3 separate regions of the Mus musculus genome follow, and all the other regions are linked to region 2. Evidence: chromatin contacts called from public ChIA-PET and HiChIP or PLAC-seq data. All regions are on one chromosome and are shown on one strand. Each heading gives the region's core, a stretch centred on a gene start, on an enhancer-like site or on the middle of the called end of the contact. The rest is flanking DNA. Distances are from core to core; before and after follow the strand shown.

Evidence for each region. ChIA-PET counts read pairs in DNA pulled down with a chosen protein or histone mark. HiChIP or PLAC-seq counts read pairs in DNA pulled down with a chosen protein or histone mark.
Region 1: an H3K27ac HiChIP or PLAC-seq map of oligodendrocyte precursor cells shows a contact between it and region 2, with 5 times the contacts expected there. The contact joins two enhancer-like sites.
Region 3: a contact with region 2 is called in an RNA polymerase II ChIA-PET map of neural stem cells, with 64 times the contacts expected there. The contact joins the promoter of A930003O13Rik here to the enhancer-like site in region 2. A contact is called at or near these places in 8 of 39 promoter capture datasets (the 3T3-L1 cell line, HPC-7-derived erythroid cells, cranial neural crest and 4 more), 1 of 484 Hi-C or Micro-C datasets (embryonic stem cells), 7 of 115 datasets of contacts at active chromatin or transcription factors (embryonic forebrain, forebrain, neural progenitor cells and 4 more) and 2 of 9 other capture datasets (adipose tissue and embryonic stem cells).

Annotation. Positions count from the first base shown.
Region 1 is chr5:22,828,419-22,831,476 of GRCm38.p6, forward strand. All of the region lies in intron 1 of Lhfpl3 (lipoma HMGIC fusion partner-like 3), which reads left to right. Among named protein-coding and RNA genes, the nearest start is that of A930003O13Rik, 83 kb to the left of the region's middle. Within about 2 kb of position 1,668, at least 8 of the 459 cell types and tissues checked have an H3K27ac peak or open chromatin away from gene starts, as enhancers often do. A contact at or near this core is called in oligodendrocyte precursor cells, where this site is marked.
Region 2 is chr5:23,164,688-23,167,469 of GRCm38.p6, forward strand. The region is part of intron 2 of Lhfpl3 (lipoma HMGIC fusion partner-like 3); the gene reads left to right. Among named protein-coding and RNA genes, the nearest start is that of Gm17434, 150 kb to the right of the region's middle. Within about 2 kb of position 1,419, at least 25 of the 459 cell types and tissues checked have an H3K27ac peak or open chromatin away from gene starts, as enhancers often do. A contact at or near this core is called in embryonic forebrain, neural progenitor cells, neural stem cells and 2 more, where this site is marked.
Region 3 is chr5:22,744,931-22,748,159 of GRCm38.p6, forward strand. A930003O13Rik (RIKEN cDNA A930003O13 gene) reads right to left here and starts at 1,954. Exons shown (of 3, transcript NR_027362.1): 1 at 655-1,954. It overlaps Lhfpl3 (lipoma HMGIC fusion partner-like 3), which reads left to right and starts at 1,124. Exons shown (of 3, transcript NM_029990.2): 1 at 1,124-1,695. The coding sequence starts at 1,263.

The sequences.
Region 1 (3,058 bases), core at 418-2,917, 340 kb before region 2:
CTTGTATCCAATTCTCATAATTCCATTTTTCCTTACAGCTGGATAATATTTCACATTGTATATGAACTCTATGTTTGTTACCCAATCTTCTGTTGGTGGACATCTAGATTTTTTTTTTACTTTCTGGCTATAGTGAACAGAGCCATAATGAACGTGGATGAATATATATATATATATGTATATATATATATATATACTCCTTTGGGAATGTGCTAGATTTTTTTTTTTTTTTTTACTTTCTGGCTATAGTGAACAGAGCCATAATGAACATGGATGAAGATATATATATGGATATATACTCCTTTGGTAATGTGCCCAGGAGTTGTACAGTTGGAATAGGTGGTATATATTTCTTTCTGGGTTTTTGAGGAAACCTTGCACTGATTTTCATAGCAGCTACATCACTTTGCACTTCCTCCAACAGAAAGTAAGTGTGCACCTTTCCCTACACAGATGGTGTTTGTTTGTTTGCTTGTTTGTTTGTTTCTTATCTTAGCCATTCTGACTGGGATAAGATGAAATTTCAAAAACATTTTAATTTGCATTTTAAGGATCTTATTTTCAGGTGCTCCTGAAAGATTTTTTTCCCTTAATATTAGCTCATTTCATCCTTAAAACAACCCGATGTTGTTTGGATCTTGGGTGTTCCTATATGCTCATGTATTAAAAAAAGTCTTGATTCCCTAGACTTTTTGGAGGTGGTAGAAGTCTAGAAAGTGGAAAGAAGGAAAGAAAGAAAAAAAGAAAGAAAGAAAAAAGAAAGAAAGAAAGAAAGAAAGAAAGAAAGAAAGAAAGAAAGAAAGAAAGAAAAGAATGAAAGGTAGGTCTTCGGGTGACTGGGAATGAGCCTCTGAGAGACATACTGGTATTGTCCTTCCTCGGTTTCATTTCCTATCTATGAGGTGAGGAATCTCTACTGTGAACTGTAAACTCTCACACTTACATGCAAAAATATTGTCTCTTGCTGTTTTTAGCATCTAGAATCATTTTTCATGGACCTTATATATTCCTGTAATACTATAAAACATCCAACAAGGCTTCCTATATATAGTATTACCTGAGAGTTTTTGTAGATAACTTCTTGCAGACACCATATTTCTACTTTCCATTTGACCACCTAGCCAGATTTATTTCTTTTCAGCAGAAAATGTGACTTAAAATGGAGGTCTCTCAAATCCTAGAGAAGACACGCTTCCCAATAAACATTGTGTTTCAGTAAAGATGGAACATTTAATATTAATCCATTCACCTCTTCAAAATGGCACGCTGTAAATTCTACTATTTCAGTGACAGAGAACTGTGTCACACCAAAGCATTCTTCTCCCTTTGAGACTGAAGCTTTGGCCTTTGCTGTGACTTTTGGAGAATCAGGGGTCTGGTGCAAACAAATCACGCAGTCACATGTAAGAAAGACTGTCATAATTAGAATTCCCCCTTTTTCTAACTAACATGCAGTGTTTCCAGAATAAGAAGAGGAAATTGGCATTGAGTTGTTTAAGAGCTCTGCAAGAGCAATTTCAGTGTGAATTCTTAAACGTATGCTAGAGGAGGGGAATATTGTTACGTTCTTCCTAGAGTTTCTTGGGTGCCTCTGTATTCGGAACACCACACAATCATGCCCAGATCTGAGGATAGGGAATTCTGAAATGAAACACAGCTGGCCTGATATTTTTAAGAAAATTGTTAGGGAGACACTATGTGCAATCAGTTGAATTGTTCTTTTTCTTACCCTATTTCAGAAGACAGAAACAATTTGTAAATGCAGAGTTGGTGTTCAGAATGTAAATTGGCAAGAGAATCTGTTTATGCTGTTAGATTTATGCATAAGCTCTAGATGCACAAACAAGGTCTTATTGACCTCAGCAGTTAAGCAGTGATCCAAAACAGGCTCATTGCATCCAATTCCACACTGCTACACAGCAGAGTTAGCATTGTAGTTTTGAGGGCTGAAGTTGAATTCTCTTATGGGTTTAAAAAAAAATTTTTTTTTGAGAAATACAGATTTTATTAGCTGGCACTTAAATGAATGTAGAGCCAATATTTAATGCTGGCTGAATGTGATTGGATTTAATGGGAGTTAGCATTAGATTTTTCAGGGTCATCCTGAGAAGAAAATAAATTGCTCTGTATAGTTACACTGCTTGTAAATGTTAACACCGATTAGCGTATAATTGAGATCATGCTGAAAAACAATGAGTACACAAATGGCTTTAAGAGCATAACTTTAAAAAAATTATCAACTGATTCCATCTGAGCCGAGCCAGGAAATTGGAAATATAAACAGAAGAACGAGAGCATACATTTTTGAGCCTACCTAAAGGATATTTGCTCTCTCAAACAATTGTTAATAATTTAACTGCTCAGTGAGTACCTGCCTGTTAAGCATGTTTTATTTGTAATGCCTGTGCCAAGTACTAACAGCAGAAGGCACTCAGGTGTAATTTTTTTCCTTGAGCGCTTGGATAAGTGACCGCTACTCTTACCCATATTGTCAATGATACTTTATTCTTCTTTCTTAACACTAAAATATTACATGAATCCTCTGTCTTGAAATGCCAGTTTTCACATTCTCTTAAGAAAATTACTACTCCTCATAAAATATGTTCCAACTTCTAGTTTGTGTTTTTATTTTCGGTAACAAATACTTTTATGCTTCTAAAAGCTGTTTGTCATTATTGGTCAAAAGAAATGGAAACACATTCAATGTTAGTAGAACTGATAATAAACCAGAATATGAAGAGTAAGGGCATTTTACCACTGTCACCAAGGACAGACAGTGACATTGCAGTTTGCAATGGACATATGGGCCTAGGTCAATAGATCCATCTGCTGTGGGTTGCATTGTGGCCACAACATAAAGGCATGTTGAAGTCCTAACGCCAGTACCTCAGAATGTGACCTCATTTGAAATTAGATGCATATGACACTGATTTTGATTTGAGTAGGTAGTTTCTCTTTTTAAAGATTTATTTTATGTGGTATGTATGAATGTTTTGTCTGCATAAATGCCTGTGAACCACATTTACGCCTGGTACCTGAGGAAATTCTGAGCTTCCAT
Region 2 (2,782 bases), core at 169-2,668:
ACAAGGGGTGTGGCAAACAAGAGACATATAGGTCTTGCTTCTGCTTCCTGAGCTGGGTGCTGATGAAACCAGAGTTCCTTCCACTCTGCAAACTCACTGAGCATACACACACAGTCCGCACACTTTCTCACATATACTGCAGAAGTACTGTATACACTAGACTTGAATTGAACATTTGTCACAAAAATAGTTTCCATTTAGCCCACACAGGCAGGAGCAGTTACTCTGCATCCTAACGTGTTGCACTATGAGAAGATAGACAAGATGACCCAGCCACCCTGGAGCTGCTTCTTTCACCATCATTGACACATGATGAAAAGCGCCAGTGTTCCCAACACCAGGACCAGAATGATAATCAGAGCATGGGCAAAGTTGCCGCAGGCCTTCAGGAAAAGGCCATCGAGTGAAGCTTTGCCACAAGGGGATGGAACTGAGTCAATGGCACTGCAGGGTTGGTGTTGACAGCAAGGAGAATGAAGGTAGCTCTGGGTGGGCTCATACTTCAGACACAGCATTTGCAAAGAAGCTGCTGGTGGATTAGATTCCTTCAATTCAATAGCCAGTATTTTCTGATAATATCTTCTCAAATACAGTTGCAGGGAATTATGGTCCTGTTAAAACAGACTGTAAGGACTTCCCAGCAATCCCTCATTTTAAGCTGTTCTTTTCCTTTCTTGTTTAATCTAACATGAACATAAACGTGGTCCACACAGTAATTGATTGGCAGCTAAGGACAATGAGTATCTGTATCATCAGTGACAAGTTGCCAATCACATATTGAAATTAAAAAAAAAAAAAAAAAAGACCAAAGCCTAGACTAGGGTGTGTTGGCTAAAGTGACAGAAGAAATTACTATGACCTCCACTTGATAAGTAAGTGAACGCAAGTCTCCTTGAGAGTTTTTCCTACAGTGCTGGTCTCTCAGGAAGCAAACTGCTTCTTAGGAGGCAGGAAGGAAAATAAAAGCTGTTTGATAACCCACTGCACAAACAAGGTGAGGTAGTCAGCACCTGCATAATAGATCCTTAGGGAAGCTCTTCCAATCCTATGGTCTTTTTCCGAAGTCTCTGAAGTTCCCTGTAAACAAATCACCTGATTCTACTAAGCCACCTGCCTCCATCCCACTGAAAAGAGTTCTGGTAAAGGGCAGCCCAAATGTGCACAGATGACCCTTTCTCTTGGGACCCCAAGAAAAATCCTTTGGTCGAAACATAGACGTGTATTATTTAGTCTCCCAGCAAACACGGAGGGAAACAAGGAAATGAAGGAAATGCAAATCATGAGCTGCCACATAAGATCCTAATTACCATAATTTGACCATCCCCCTTCCTCACTGCCGGAAAGTCAGCCTTCTGGATGAGATGAAGCCAAACAGGGAAGATAACAGCCTTCTGTTCTTTCTCGCCACTGCTTGCCTCTTCCCTTTCTTCCCCTGCTCTGTAAAGGATGTTGATTCTTCCAACCATTTGCAAGCCTCACTTGTGTTAGTGAAAGCTTCGCGTGACTTGATAAAACGAGCTAAAGGAAAGGCAAAGAAAAGGGGAATGAAGCAGACACATGCTGTCCTTTTATTCCCTAAAGCAACTGTCAGTCTCAGGATGATGTCACTGAACCTGCCAGGAATCTCTGTGGAGTCGTTCTTGTTGGGTGCAGGGGCAGCAAATCTAAAAGGTCCAAGTGTTCCATGGTGTGATTTAGAAAAGTATCAATAATTCAGGAAAGACCAATTCAAACTCCCCCTGTCCGGTCACATCAGTAGCATCACTGTCCCTCCGCCTGCACACAACTCCTACAATATTCCTTTTTTCAGGATTATTCCTAGCACTACCTTGTCTCTGACTTTCCCCAAACCATGTGCGCTAAGTTATCTTGGCATAGCTTCTTACATTTATGGTGGTAAATGAGCCAGACTGGGAGATGGACAAAGTGTCTTAACTATTTGAATTCACCTAAAATATGCTCATTAAAATCTAGATCTTAAAAGCATGTCCCTGCCTATGTTAGTGCCAGGGCTTCTGTCTTTTGCCATGACAAGTACCATAAAAATTAAATCCCCTGTCACTCTTCAGCTCATGGATGGGTGTGATGGAATGCTTCCATGACAGCTTTCAATCAGCTAAATAAGGCCTCAATAGTACAGCCCCTAGTCAGGGCTCAAGTGAGCAAGCCATTAAGTCAGTGACAGTACATGCAGACAATGCAGTAGAGGGTCCACTCCAGTGACCTTCATGTTTCATAGCATTTGGCATGGCGGGCTTCATTAGTTTCAACCAGTATGTAGAGGAGATGCAGTTTAGCATGAAAAAAGGTATTTCTTCAAGAAGCAAAGAGGCAGTCTCCTTGTTAGCACTGGGGTGGGAGCTGCTAGCAAAGAAAGGCCAGGAGTGATCCAAGCAGCTACAGGAAACTGGCAGGAGTAAATGATTATTGGACCACTTTTGAAGGTCATGAAGTGAGGAAGAAAGGGGAGGGATACATATGTTACCAGGCCTTTGAAGTCCATATTCTATTTCCAAGTACACTGTAAAGAGAAAGAAAAGGCAGCCAGGAAGGGAGGAATAATGAGGCCAAGTTGGAAGCTGAGGCTGCAAAGCGAAAAGGGAAGATGGCTGAATGTCTCTAAGCGAGCACAGAATGCAGATGGTTTGGCTGCAGGTGACAGAAACCTCCGTTAAAGAGTCTGAAACATGGAAAACACTTTGGAACCAGGAAAACATGGCTGACACAATTTTATCAAGGACCTGTCGTCTTTTCTTGGATCCTGGTGTCAGGTTCATCATGT
Region 3 (3,229 bases), core at 704-3,203, 420 kb before region 2:
AAATAGAGATAGCAATGAGCAACTCATTTTGAAAGGGCTGTAAAAAAGGGCAGTATCAAGAATGGAGAAAGTAAATGAGAGAAGGGGACAGTGTAAAGTACACATTAATTGTGCAAGAGATTGTTTGCAGACGATCCGGGGAAATTACACTAAAACCAATTCTCGGGTTAACTGGAGCTTTTGGTTGTGGGAGAGGTGGAAATACTTCCACTGTTAAGGCACTCATCCCATTTATCTTTATCCCTCTTTATCTTTAGCACATGCTAGCTGCCAATGAGTATTTGTGCAATAAATGAAACACCTGCCAAATTATCCGATGTTTTCAAACAAACTCTAAAATTCTGTGATAACTACTTCTGTGCATGCAGGCCCCATCTATTGCAAGCCGCGTGGGAGAGAAAAGGTTTGACTTCAAGCGAAGCTTGGGGTTTCCATTTGCCATAGTTCATTTGGTTGCATAGTGGAAAAGTGGGACGAGAAACAATAGAGGATCACCCTCCAGGCGTGACTTCTACATTATTGTGTGACAGACTTCTGCCCAACTTCTCCTGTCTCCATCTGCCAACCTGAGGTCACCTAAGAGTTAGCTTGGGGCAATTCTGTGGTTTTAACAGGGATACCTCCCCGGGAACCACATCTCTCTTCCTTTCTCACCTACACCTGCCATAAGGCTGCCTCTTTTTTTCCCTGCAGAGATGCAGAGGTCAAAGCACGTTCCTGTGCGGTGATGAAAAGCTCAGGATCAGCCTCTTGGCCAGCAGCACATCCTCCAGGATCCAGGGAGTGCCTCTAGGATTCCTCTGGGCGCGCTCTTATAACTCCACGTCTGCTTCTCTTGCTCCTGGCACTTAAGAAGCATCTCCTGGTAGCCGCGATCCTCTGTGACCTGGGGCACCAGCAGAGCCTACAGGAAAGAGGGTCAAAGGCGAGATGAAGAGTAAGGGGGCGTGAGGGCTCGCAGGCTTCAGCTGCAGCAGCTGCAGCAACGAGCAGAGGAGTGGAGGGTGCAAAGCAGGGCTGGAGCCGGGTCCAGGAGGGAGGGAAGAGGGGGGCGGGAGGCTGTGCCTGGCGAGCCGGAGGGGTGCTCCACGCTCCCCCTCCCTCCTTCCGGGAGCGAGGGTGCAGACTCTAGAACTGGTGCTGCTGGGCTGAGGCGGAGGCAGGGGAATTGCAACGCACGCCGCTCGCTCGGCGAGTGTGTCTCCTGCGCGCCGAGAGGCGGGGGGAGGCGGAGGACCGGGAGGAGGAGGAGGAGGGGGAGAATGCCCGGAGCCGCCGCCGCCGCCGCCGCGATGCTCCCGGCTCAGGAGGCTGCCAAGCTGTACCACACCAACTATGTGCGGAACTCGCGGGCCATCGGCGTGCTGTGGGCCATCTTCACCATCTGCTTTGCCATCGTCAATGTGGTGTGCTTCATCCAGCCCTACTGGATCGGCGACGGCGTGGACACCCCGCAAGCCGGCTATTTCGGGCTCTTCCACTACTGCATCGGCAACGGCTTCTCCCGGGAGCTGACCTGCAGGGGTAGCTTCACGGACTTCTCCACGCTGCCCTCGGGCGCCTTCAAAGCCGCCTCCTTCTTCATCGGCCTCTCCATGATGCTCATCATCGCCTGCATCGTTTGCTTTACCCTCTTCTTCTTCTGCAACACAGCCACCGTGTACAAGATCTGTGCTTGGATGCAGCTCACCTCCGGTGAGTGCGCGCTCACCTCCACGGAGGCAGGGGACCCCTGGGTGTCCGAGCTCCAGAGAGGCTGGAGTGGGAGGGACCGCTTCCTGAGCTCTGCCAGTCCGGGACAACTTAATCCTCTCTCAGGTTGAAGGCGTGGAAGGAGGAACCCCCAGGTTCCTCAACCTTGGCACTGGCGCCAGGTCCCCAGGCGTTTCCGAACCTCTTGGATGCTAGGGACGCCACCCATAGGGACGCCTTGGAGGCTGAGCAGTTGTTGGGCAGAGTCCGCTCAGAACTAATGATGGGGTAGTGGGGCGGAGAAGTGGCCACTTAGAGGCTGGGCTCCGTGTGTGTGTGTGTGTGTGTGTGTGTGTGTGTGTGTGTGTGTGTGTTTATGTGCGTGAGCTGGGGACTAGGGGAGTCTGGTACAAGCGGGTGAAAAGAGGATTTAGAGCAAGCCAACCTGTTCTGCCCTTCCCTGGATTATTTCCGCCTTTGCTTCAGGGTGTGTGAGTGTTGGGAGGAAGGGGGGGGGGCGTGTAAATTTGTCTTTGGCAACCATAAATATTTTATCATCCATCTGGTGATGAGTAAATCCTAATTTTGTTTAGGCACCCCTCCCTCCCCCGGTTTTCTTAAAAAGAAAAAAAAAAATGTAGCGTAGAGTGTTCCTTAGCAGTTCCTCGATGCCACACCTCCAGCGTCTCCTTGTCAGCCAAGGTCCTTCCATTTCATCTCTAAACAGGCAGAGACGTCTTGGGAGAATGGGGATTTCTCAAGACCTCATTTTGGGGAAGGGGTGTTAGGAAAGCAGGCGAGGAGAAAACTGGCTTCACTAGCACCAGTGATCTTCCCTCTGTTCAGTGTACTGTTGCCAGCTGAGGCTATGATAGGACTCCCTTCCCCACATCCGCCAGCATCAAAGTTACTTTCAATTAAGAAAGAATGTGGAGTGCCTTCTCTGGTGGCTTTGAAGAGTCCGGAAACAACACCCGTGCTTACTGCACTTCTGTTCTGTCTCCTCTCCTGCCTTCCAGTCTAAAGTCAAGGGTCCTTGTTTTTCGACACATTGATGAAGCCCTTTGGAATGGAGGGATCTTGAATGTCTCCAGCAGTTAAACATCTTTATTTATGACTTATTATTATCATCAGTATTTAAGTATCTTAGACTTAAGGGAATGTTTATTCTATAATGTTTTGAAGGCTTCTGGGAGAAGAGAGATTTCATTACTGAGCTTATCAGAATGTGTAAGATGAGGAAATGCTGAAAGATGTTGGGACAAGCTAAAGTTCCTGTTATTCTGGGATGCCGGGTCCCTTTGTGCAGCAGAGGCTGGCCTCAAACTCCTGGTGCACTCACCTCAGCCTTCTAGTGCTGGGATCTCAGGCTCTGTATCTGTATCAGGAAAGGTTCTTGTTCTTGTTAGTTTCATCGAAGAAGTGAAGCTTAGCATGGACTGAAGTGCTTGTTTGAGGTTTGTCTTGCTGCATTGCATTTGCATTTACTGTGAAAGTTTGTGTGTGAGACGCAGGGACGAGCATCCTGTCATCCTGC